Regions from separate parts of the Ovis aries genome. Here region 1 is linked to region 2. The links are chromatin contacts, called in public Hi-C maps. All regions are on one chromosome and are shown on one strand. The core of a region is the stretch at or near the end of the contact, and the rest is flanking DNA. Distances in the headings are between cores, read along the strand shown. Region 1 has its middle 47 kb from the start of PAPOLG. Region 2 holds the start of REL (REL proto-oncogene, NF-kB subunit).

Region 1 (5,280 bases), core at 559-3,058, 69 kb before region 2:
GATGGTAAAGAATCTGCCTGCAATGGGTAAGGAAGATAACCTGGAGAAAGAAATGTCAACCCACTCTGGTTTTCTGGCCTGGAGAATTCCATGGACTGCATAGAATTCCATGGGATCGCAAGAGGCTGGACACAATTGAGCGACTAACATACACACAAGAGGTAGAAAGGTCTACCACCCATGCTTAGTGTGCTGGACACCGAGGTGCATTGCCCAGGTCTCGCCCCGGGTTGAGGGGTTCTTTAACCCAGCTTCAGGAAGTGTTGGTAGGATCCTTAGAGCTGGCCCTGGTCTACAGCGAGCCGCCTACCCCAAGGCCTCTCTGCACCTTCCTAGAGAAGCCTGTATCCAGTGGTCAGTGGGGGTATAAAGCCTGCCCTGGGTTCCAGCTGTAAAGGGCCATCCTAGCTCCAGAGCTCCTCATGACATCAGCTGAAGCCTCTGTTGGGACAGCATCAAAGTTCAGCTTTTCCTTCCATCCGTCCTGCTCCTTCGCCTCTCGCTACAGGTGTTGGTTCACTCCCCAGGAAACTTTGTGCAGGCAAACCTCTGTTGCAGAGCCTACTTCCTGGAGAGCTCAGCCTGTGATACGCAGAACAAATCATTGAACAACCTTCCAGAAAAGTCAGAGGATCTTTTGGAAACTGGACATAGAACAAAGAAGCTGGGCCTCTGAAAGCTATGCCAACAACCAGATGAACCCATCCAACCTGCATTTATACCAGCCAGGCTCATCATTCCATGTGATGAGCGTGGAAAGGAAGAGGACGTGGTGCACAGGGCCCACAACCACCGCCTCGGCAGGGAGCAGCCCTCACGTGAAAGCAGCTCTACTTCTTAGACCAGCAGACCTCGGCTTGAGTCCCTCTCTGTGCCGTGACCTCACCCCAGTGGGCCAAATCCACAGCAAGTCATGAGTCATCAGGCTCCATCATAATTTCCTCTTAGCTACGTACCCCGCCCCCACCCCAAGGACAGTGGTTATCCCCACCTCCTCTTCTGGAACCTGGCTGTTGAGTGGGAGAAAAGAGGGGAGGGAAAAAGGAGTCGATCAAGAAATGACAGCCCCAAGGGGGCAGCAATACCCCTGCCTGAAGTCTAGAGAGGAGTTGGGAAAATTATTAAAATAACACTTGCCTCTCAGTCTTGCAGTTGAATAAGAAATTAGAAGGTGGTCTCCTCCCTAGTGTGGATGCAGCTTGGGGACAGGCATCTGTTATCATAAGTAACAGTGCAGCCATTCATAGCACTGCGAGTTATCCTCAGGCCACTGCTCATAGAGGAAACTGTGCGGAGCTCTATTCTGAGCTCCTGACACATGTTCACTAGTCTCGCCCTCATAACGATGAGGGAGGGGCCAGCATTGCCACCCTCATCCTGCAGACGAGGAGACAGAGGCCCAGAGAGCTTAAGAAAGGGAAAGAAACTCACTAAGGCCGCACAGGTTACAAGTGGGTTTGGCCACTGTACCTATCACACTGCCACTGTGTGTAATTCGGGGCTGAAGTCAGTGCTGGGGTTTAGTGGGATTGGGATTAGGAGTTACACGGCCCCCAGGGGTACTCCTCACAGCTACTCACATACCCCTCAGAAGCAAGTCGGGGTGAGTGGCACCCCCCGCCCCGAGAAACCTGGGCAAAAGAGAACATGGGTTAAGGAGAAGCACAGGGGCTTCCTTCCCTCCAAGCCCCCTTTCTTCCTGTCTACTGTAGGGGCTAACATCGCAGCTTGGTGCATGGTGTCCGCTTGCTCTCTGATGCGCTCATTCTTTCCAGATTTTTTATTTTCTTTCCATTTGCTCACCAGGGAAGGCCTGCTGGGGCGGAAACATCACGCATGAGCTAAAGGAGAACAATGGGTGCCGGCTGCCGAGGAAGCCTCGACTGTGGTGGCTATATTGTGGTTCCAGAGCTTCCTCCAGGCAAGATCTGATCTTACAAGACACCCAGCGGGCTGGTGGAGACATTCATCACTTCCTTCCTCAGCAGAGGTGCTAATAAAATAAACTTTTCCTCTCACGGGCCAGTTGGCTGCTGTGTTGATTACAGCAAGATCTTCATGGACTCTGGTTCTTCACTTGTCCTTTCAGAGTGTTATCTTCCTTGTACCTACAAGTCCCAGGCCCTCCCAACACAAACACAAAGAATTTAGCTGTGTTTCTCTGTGAACATCTGTAGGTACTGCTACTTATTCCCAAATTCCCCTCCTGGACCAAAAAGAGTGATAATCTCCTTAGAATCCAGATGTTGGAGCCAGGAGAATGTATTCATTCAGCTAGACTAGTGTTTCCCAAGCTGTTTTCATTACCTCCTCTTAAAGAACCCTGTCAGGCAATTTTTTTCCTAATTGCCCTTCTTCCCATGATATGACTGTATATCAACATATATCAGGGCATGAACCATTGCAATATATAAGATTTTTTTTTCACATACCTTTGCCCCTCACCCCCCTCCACCTAAGAAACACCTTGGGAGCAGTATTGCCTATTAAGAATACATGAGCTGCAGGGGACTTCCCTGGCAGTCCAGCGGTTAAGAATCCGCCTTCCAATGCAGGGGGTGCAGGTTCAAACCCTGATTGGGGAGCTAAGATCCCACATGCCTCATGGTCAAGAAACCAAAACATAAAACAGAAGCAATACATTGTAACAAATTCAATAAAGACTTTAAAAAATGGTCCACATTAAAAAAAAAAAAGTCTTAAAAAAGGGAAAAAGAATATATGAGCTAGAATCAGCAACCGAGATCCCACCCTGGCACTTTGTTCCGTTTTGATGGTGATTGCCAACATCCTGCCCAGTGCTGCACTTCTTGCTCCTAGTTATAAATCAACTCCCATCTGCCTCTCACAGTCAAACCTTAAGCCTGAAGTAGTTTCAATCCTATGCAGTTACCTAAAAAGAGAAATGAGTGACTGCGTTCATCAAAAGACTAAGTACAAGAATGCTCCTAAAAAAAAAAAAAAAAAAAAAAGAATGCTCCTAATCCTTCTACATTGTTGGTGGGAATGCAAATTGGTACAACCATTCTGGAGAACAGCATGGAAGTGCCTTAAAAAACTAAAATAGAGCTACCACATGACCCTGCAATCCCACTCCTGGGCATATATCCACAGAAAAATATGTTATGAAAAGATACATGCACCTCAATGTTCACTGTAGCACTTTTAAAAATAGCCAAGACATGGAAGCAACCTAATTGCCCTCAGCAGAGGAATGGATATAAAGAAGATATGGTACAAATATACAATGGATTATTACTCAGCCATTAAAAAGAACAAAATAATGCTATTTGTAGCAACATGGATAGACTTAGAGATTGTCATCCTGAGTGAAGTAAGTCAGACAGAAGAATTATCATATGACATCCCTTATACGTGGAATCCAAAAAGGAATGATACAAATGAATTTACAAAACAGAAATAGACTCATAGACTTACTGAGAACGAACTGATGTTTGGCAGGGGGATTGAGGTGGAGGATGGGGGGAAGGGATAATTAGGGAGTTTGGGATGGACACCTATACACTGCTATATTTAAAATGGATAACCAACAAGGAACTACTGTAGAGCACATGGAACTCTGCTCAATGTTATGTGGCAGCCTGGATGGGAGAGGAGTTTGGGGGGGAATGACTACATGTGTATGTATGGCTGAGTCCCATCACTGTTCACCCGAAACTATCAAAACACTGTTAATTGGCTATATCCTGATATAAAAGGTTAAAAAAATGAAACACCTAAAAAAAAAAAAAAGAAAGAAAGAATGCTCCTAGCAACTTTAATCATAACAGCCCTAAACTGGGAACAATGTAAGTGATCTTTAATAAGAGAAAAGATAAATAAATTAGGATATACTCATACAATAGAATATTACCAACAATAAAAACTGGCACATATAGCAACATGGATAAATTGCTAAAACAATGTAAATGAAAGAAAACAGGCACAACAGCAGAACAGTATGATTCCACATCTGTGAGGTTCAAAACCAGGCAAAACTAGTCCATGGTAATATTCAGAATAGCAGTTACCTCTGGGATGACGTAGAGGGAAACTTCCTCCTCCTCTATCTTGATCTGACTGATTGCTACATAGGTTTACTCAGGTTAAAATGCACGTACTTTATAATAATTCTAGCTCTACACTCGAGATTTGTGGGCTTATCTCTGCCAATTATAAGGTAAAGTTTTAAACAGGTCCTTGAAAGCTCCTAAACAAAATTAACCAGAGGTGCCTGGTTAAGAGGTCGATTTCCCACACAGAGACCTACTATGGAGCATAGTTGAGAAACTGACCCTTATCCAACCCCCCAGGTATTTCTGGTGCATGTTGTCCTGGCATTCCACTCTAAGACACAATGGTCAAGAGTTTTAGCAGAAGGAATTTACTGGCTCCAACAGCATCTTGTTGCATGTTCCTTCTCCATAAACCTAAAGGACTTGGAGTGAATGGAATAAATGTAGCAAAAGGTTCCCTGAAAAAAAAAAAAAAAAAACTGTGAGAAATGCAACAGGAATAGATCTTGTGTCCCATAAACTTAAATTGAATCAATCTGTAGGCAAACTGGCCCTTAGGAATGAAGGCCCAGATGTTGGAGGCAAGGAAAAAAAGCAAAGAAAGAAACACTTGAGACTAAACAGTTTTTCATTGCTGCAGTTGAGTACTCTGGTTCCATCCCACCACACATCACTGTGTGTGGGAGGCAGAGAATCATATCTGTACCTGAGTACTAGCTCCTGTGGAGTTGTGTGACTTTGGGTAAATTACTTAACACCTCTGATCTTCAGTTCCTTCTCTGTAAAATGGGAATAACTGTAAGGATTAAGAGAGAGAAAGAATATAAGGAATATATGATACTGTGTGTGTTAGTCACTTAGTCGTGTCCGACTCTTTGCGACCCCATTGACTGTAGCCCACCAGGCCTCTCTGTCCATGGGATTCTACAGGCAAGAATACTGGAGTGGGTTGCTATTCCCTTCTTCAGGGGATCTTCCGGACTCAGGAACTGAACCTGGGTCGGGAAGATCTCCTGCATTCCAGGCAGATTCTTTACCATCTGAGCAACCAGGGAAGTGTATGATATTAGGGAAGGAAAAAAGTCTTTTTCCCTCTACTCTCTTAGGTTCTCTACCTGGAGCCTGTAAATCAGGCTGTCAAAAGACAGATTAACGGGAAAGAAAGAAACAGTTTACTAATATGTGCAGTGCACCAGTGCACTCAAAGGGGTGATTACAGCTGGGCTCTGTGACATCTTAACAAAACAACAATATGCTTTTAGAA
Region 2 (5,104 bases), core at 1,471-3,970:
AACTGCAAGCACTTGAAGAAAAACGCCACATGCTGGTCATTATACTGGGCTTCCCTGGTGGCTCAGTGATAAAGAATCTGCCTGCCACTGCAGGAGATGTAAGCTCAATCCCTAGGTCGGGAAGTTCCCCTGAAGAAGGAAATGATGGCCCATTCCAATATTCTTGCTTGGGAAATCCCATGGACAGACGAGCCTGGCAGGCTACATATAGTCCATGAGGTGCAAAAGAGTTGGACACCACTTAGGAACTAAACAACAACAATTCATTATAATCCCCACCAACTAGTTACCAATCATCTTTACAGTAATACACTGTTTTTTCCCAGGATAAGTCCTAACAAAAATAACTATTCACATTTATTGTTGTTTTTAGTCTATCCATTACCTTGTCTTGTAATCTTCCTTTTTTTCTAATTAAATTTATCCCGCACAAGTGAAATAGTTTCACTTTTCAGATGTGGGCTGGATCTTTGATACAAGGGTTCAGCAAGTTTTACAAAAATATTTATTTATTTATTTGGTTGCACTGGGTCTTAGCTGCAACACGTGAATTGTGACATGTGGGATCTAATTACCTGACCAGGGATGGAACTTGGGCCCCCTGCAAAGGGAGCGCAGAGTCATAGTCACAGGACCACCAGAGAAGTCCTAGAAAGTTTTTAAAATAGTGAGAGTTTTCAAAAAAGCCTTTTAAGGGTGAGATAATATAAACCTATGGCTTACTCATGTGACAAATACAAATAGCTCTGGAAATAAATACAAACATGCGTTCCTGTTAGTGAGGAGGTTTAAATAAGTTAAGTCTTTGGAAAATAAAAATAAAACGAATTCAAAATTGTGTAGTGTTACTAAATCTCCTAAGATCTAGCTTGTGATTTCACAGATGGGAGTGGTTTTAGAACTCTGGGGTCCTGCACCTGGGAGAGATTTTCTGTCTGGCTCCAAACTCTTCTGCAAGCAAACATTATTGTGTTCTATTAAGAAGCACCTAAAGTCGATCAGTTTCTGGAGGTGAAATATAAGAAAATACATGCAAAAATATTTTCCATTCCTATTTGTCTCTCATTCTCCTAATGGATTCTTAAACATTATGTTTAGTTCATTCACATAGCCCTGACGTTTGGGGTGGTAAGGGTAAATACAAGTCTAAAATGATTACACTGAAAACTCTGCCTAGCGTCAAAAAGAACAGAAAACATTTTCCTCTCTTTTCATTTAGCAATGCTTTTAGAAAAAAAGGAAACTGTTAACGAATTCTGTACACCTTTTAAAAAGCCAAATAAGCTTCTTGCAGGTTTTGCACCCCCTTAAGATCTTTCTTGGGGGTCTTGGAGCTATCCCTTTGAAATCTGAACATCAAGGAAGATGGGGCCCTGGCTACCTATCTCTGGGAGTTTCAACCTCGAGTTTTAGCTCCAAGATGTAATTCCGATTATTTTCCCTTGGGAGAAAGACAACAGGCATTGTAGTTGATTGCATCTATCTGATGATATAAACGAGTGAGATTTCCTTTTTCTCTTTGCGGTCTCTTAAGTGCATCACAATATGGTTTACGGCTTATGCTAATCATAAAACTGTTTCATTGTTTTCTATATTTTGTGGAAAGGATGCTTTGGTTGGGGGTGGTGACAGGAGAGTTTATTTTTAATTATTTCCCAACTGGGGCCTCCAGTTTGGGCACTTGTATGGCTGATAGCTCCCATTGCCCCTCCATACTTATTTTAAACGGTAAAGGAAAGTGGAAAGAGCACGGAGTTCTGGAGTCCGAAACCTTGAGTTTAAACTGTTCTTTCTTACTAGCATTCTGATGTACAGGCAAGTTACTTCTCTGAACCCTGATTGCCTCATCTATAAAATGAGGATAATAATTCATTATAAAGGGGGTAACTAAACTGACACATACAAAATTCTTTATACAGGAAGGAAACAAAAGTTATCCTAGATTCTGATGCTACACGTTCGTCCTTTCCTTGTGAGTCTGTCAAATCCCAATGGGGTGTCCACTTCATTAACTTGGAGCACTGAGTAACGAGGAAACGAACTCACACTGCGGACCTTACTAGCTTGAAAAGTTTTTTAGTTTGTCAAGTACGTTAACAGAGTCCTCACAAAGGAGATGTTGCAAAGGTATATCAGACTGCGGGGGTCCCCGTATGCAAATACCTGAATTACAGGCTCACCGAGGCCGCGGCAGCTTCCGCACTTCCCCTCGAGGGCGCTCCGGGACGCCCGCGCTGCGCCGCCCGCCGGTCCGGGGGCGGAGATTTGCATGTGCGACAGAGGGAAGAGGGGGAACCACCCAACGAAAACCCCGACCGTCGTTCCCCCTAGCCTGGGAGGGGAGGGCCCGCCCCGAAGTGCTCGCGGGAGGGCAGCCGGCCCTTCTCGACGTCACCGCACCCTCCCACCCCTCCTGAACTTTAAGCCACGCGCCCAAGAACATCCTGGAGGAGGGGGATTTCTCGGGGACCGGCGGCTTTCGCACGCTCGGGGCCGTCACTCCCCGGCTCCCAGCGTTCCCTACGTTCCCGGAGAGGCAGCTTCCCCGACCGGTTCCCGAGCCCACCCGGCATTCAGGAGACGGGCGGGTGGGCGGGGCATGGGCGGGACGGGGCCCGGCAGCGGTCGGCGGACGCTCGCGCGCCGGTCGCAGGACGCTCCGCCTCCGCCCCCGCCCCCGCCCCGGGGTACGGAGGTGAGGGATCCTACGTCAGTCTCTGGAAGTCCCCCTCCCGCTGGGCTGTCCGCCTCTCAGGCAGACCTGCTCTCCGCTGTAGCTGCGCTCCGTCTTCTGGCTTCTGCCACCTGGACGAGCGACGCCGGGTGACCGGAGCGCGAGGATTAAGCGGGTGGGAAGGTGTGAGCCGCAAATCCAGAGGAGGGCGGGAAGGAGGAGGAGGAGGAGGCCCGGGGGTGGTCAGGGGGACTGGGGATCCCGCCAGCAGAGGTCCCTGGGCGGCCCGACTGACGGGCTGAGTGACTGTAGCGGCCTCCGGTCCGGACGCTCGGAGCGGGGCGGCGCTGTGAGCGGAGCAATGGCCTCAGGTGAGTGTTCCCGGCGCGGGCTACCGACGGCCGGGCGTGGGCAGGGTCCCGGACAGCGGGGAGCGAAGGAGTGCGTCCGAGGATCTAACTACTCAGGGTTTCGGGGGCCCAGTTTTGGTTATGTCTCATTCTGTTTTTAAAATCGCCTCTGGTAAGTTTGTCAGCCTTTTAAAAGTGACCTGGTTCAGGGTTTGCGTGCGAAATCGAAGTCACGCTCTGTAACTTGATGCCATTGTAATAGCCGGAACCTTAGACCTTCCAGAAGACTTTGTTTTTGGATTAAGGAAGTAATAAGAATCTAAATAAAGGAGGACGAAAGAGTTCCCGTATTTTTAAATTGATTTAAGTTGAAATGGTGGTGTTTCGTTTTAGAATAGGAATGAGGAACCTTCCGGTCTCAGGAGAGCTTATCTTTTTTTAAGTTCAGTTTCATCAGTTGCCAAGAGGTGATCGCAGTTGTGCTGACAGTTGGACAAATGTGACGCGCCTTTAAAAATCACCAGTGGTATTTTAACAAGTCTTAAGTGGAAATGTTGCTTCAACAAGTGGATCATTTTTACTGTAAAGTGCGTACTTTTTAATTTATGGAGCAGAAATCGAGTTTTGTTCTCTTTTGTTGGAAGGAAGGGGAAAAGAGGATTTTTAGGATCCCCGTGCTTTAAAGTAACGGGTGAGAATGAAAACTTTCTGTCACTTACGTGAATACTTATTTGTAGACAGTAAATGCGGGGATCTCTTGCTTTACCTAGAAACTGCTTAAAGGATGCGGGAGGGAGCCTCCCCATCCAGCTGTGGTTTAGGTTAGCCTGCAACCTAAGGGTTACTAAATCAAGTAGGCTGCTTTGGAGTGGGACCTTCACAGGAGTCTGTCACGGTTCTTGGAGGCACCTTCCCTGCAAGAGTGAGCAGAGGCAAGGAGGCCTAAAGTGTGGATTAACGCAGAGGCTGAAGACAACAGGAGGCTGAAGAAGGAGGCTTGTTTATGTTTGACCTGCATCCTCCCAACACCCTGGTTCAGTGACCCACAGTAGAAAACTGAGGACTACCAGAGAAGAGGAAGTAGAAAGCATAAAGGACTTTTTTTTTTTAAAAACAGGGTTGAGCAGAACAAAGAGGTAGCTACTGCTCTAGGCCAAAAAGGAAATTGGGGTGGTTCACATGACATTTGATTTCAGTTTGTCTGTGGTTTTCTGTGAGAATACAAATGTAGTTTAAAATATTTCAACTTTCTCTTTAGCCACTTCAGTGACCCTAAACTTTCAGATAATCTTGTAAATTCATAAATTCAGACCATGTTGAGATTAAAAGTGCAAAGATGATTGAAACACTTGGTTAATTTATTGACTCTCAGAAGGATTTTGTATGAAAGTTAAAGAATGGTTAGCATAATAAAGTAAACAGAAAAATCAGCCTTCTGGTAATTTAACCAAACTTTGTTGATATATGGTGTGAATGTAACACTTGTAATCCATTCAAAAGAGAGAAAGAAGAATTAGCCATTTATATGGACTATTGTAAGACCCACATCATTTAAAAATGTGGTACAATTTAAACTTGTTTAAAACTGACATTTGTTTTTGTCTTAGTGAGAGGACTGATTTCCTAAATTGAGGGGGGAAAATTTTAAAGGGTAATTATCACCCTCCCCTTTTCTGGAATTATATTAAAATGACACTATTTAAAATGTAACAAGTTATTTAAATTGTAATTCTGTTGTTTGAAAACTACTAAGGAAAAATCTGGGTGTACTTTCCTTAATCATTTGTAAAAATCTTAGAGAAAAAGATTCACAAAATTATAAGCTCCCATCCTGTTTTGAAACAGTAATTTAAGCAAAAGAGTAACTGAAAAAAACTTCTGCTTAGTTTACCATTGTCTAGTTTATAGTTTGTAGTACAGAGTATAAAAACCTCAGAAAGTATTTTTATTGATTACCAAGCATTTAAGACTGTTTCTTCATTTCTCACCGGATGTTATATGTAAATAGGTGTCTGTAGTTGAATATATGGTCTGTATAATATGACAGTAACATCATAATCTCATAAATAAAATTATATAA

What was found. Hi-C and Micro-C count contacts between places; a contact is called where the count stands out from the background.
Region 1: a Hi-C map of blood shows a contact between it and region 2, with 1.9 times the contacts expected there. The contact joins the enhancer-like site here to the promoter of REL in region 2. A contact is called at or near these places in 3 of 16 Hi-C or Micro-C datasets (all in blood).

What each region holds. Positions count from the first base shown.
Region 1 is chr3:63,197,144-63,202,423 of ARS-UI_Ramb_v3.0, reverse strand. No RefSeq gene overlaps it. Among named protein-coding and RNA genes, the nearest start is that of PAPOLG, 47 kb to the left of the region's middle. Within about 2 kb of position 1,808, at least 11 of the 54 cell types and tissues checked have an H3K27ac peak or open chromatin away from gene starts, as enhancers often do.
Region 2 is chr3:63,129,597-63,134,700 of ARS-UI_Ramb_v3.0, reverse strand. It overlaps REL (REL proto-oncogene, NF-kB subunit), which reads left to right and starts at 2,720. Exons shown (of 10, transcript XM_004005929.5): 1 at 2,720-3,045. The coding sequence starts at 3,036. It overlaps LOC121819047 (a long non-coding RNA gene), which reads right to left and starts at 2,267. Exons shown (of 3, transcript XR_006059194.2): 1 at 2,164-2,267.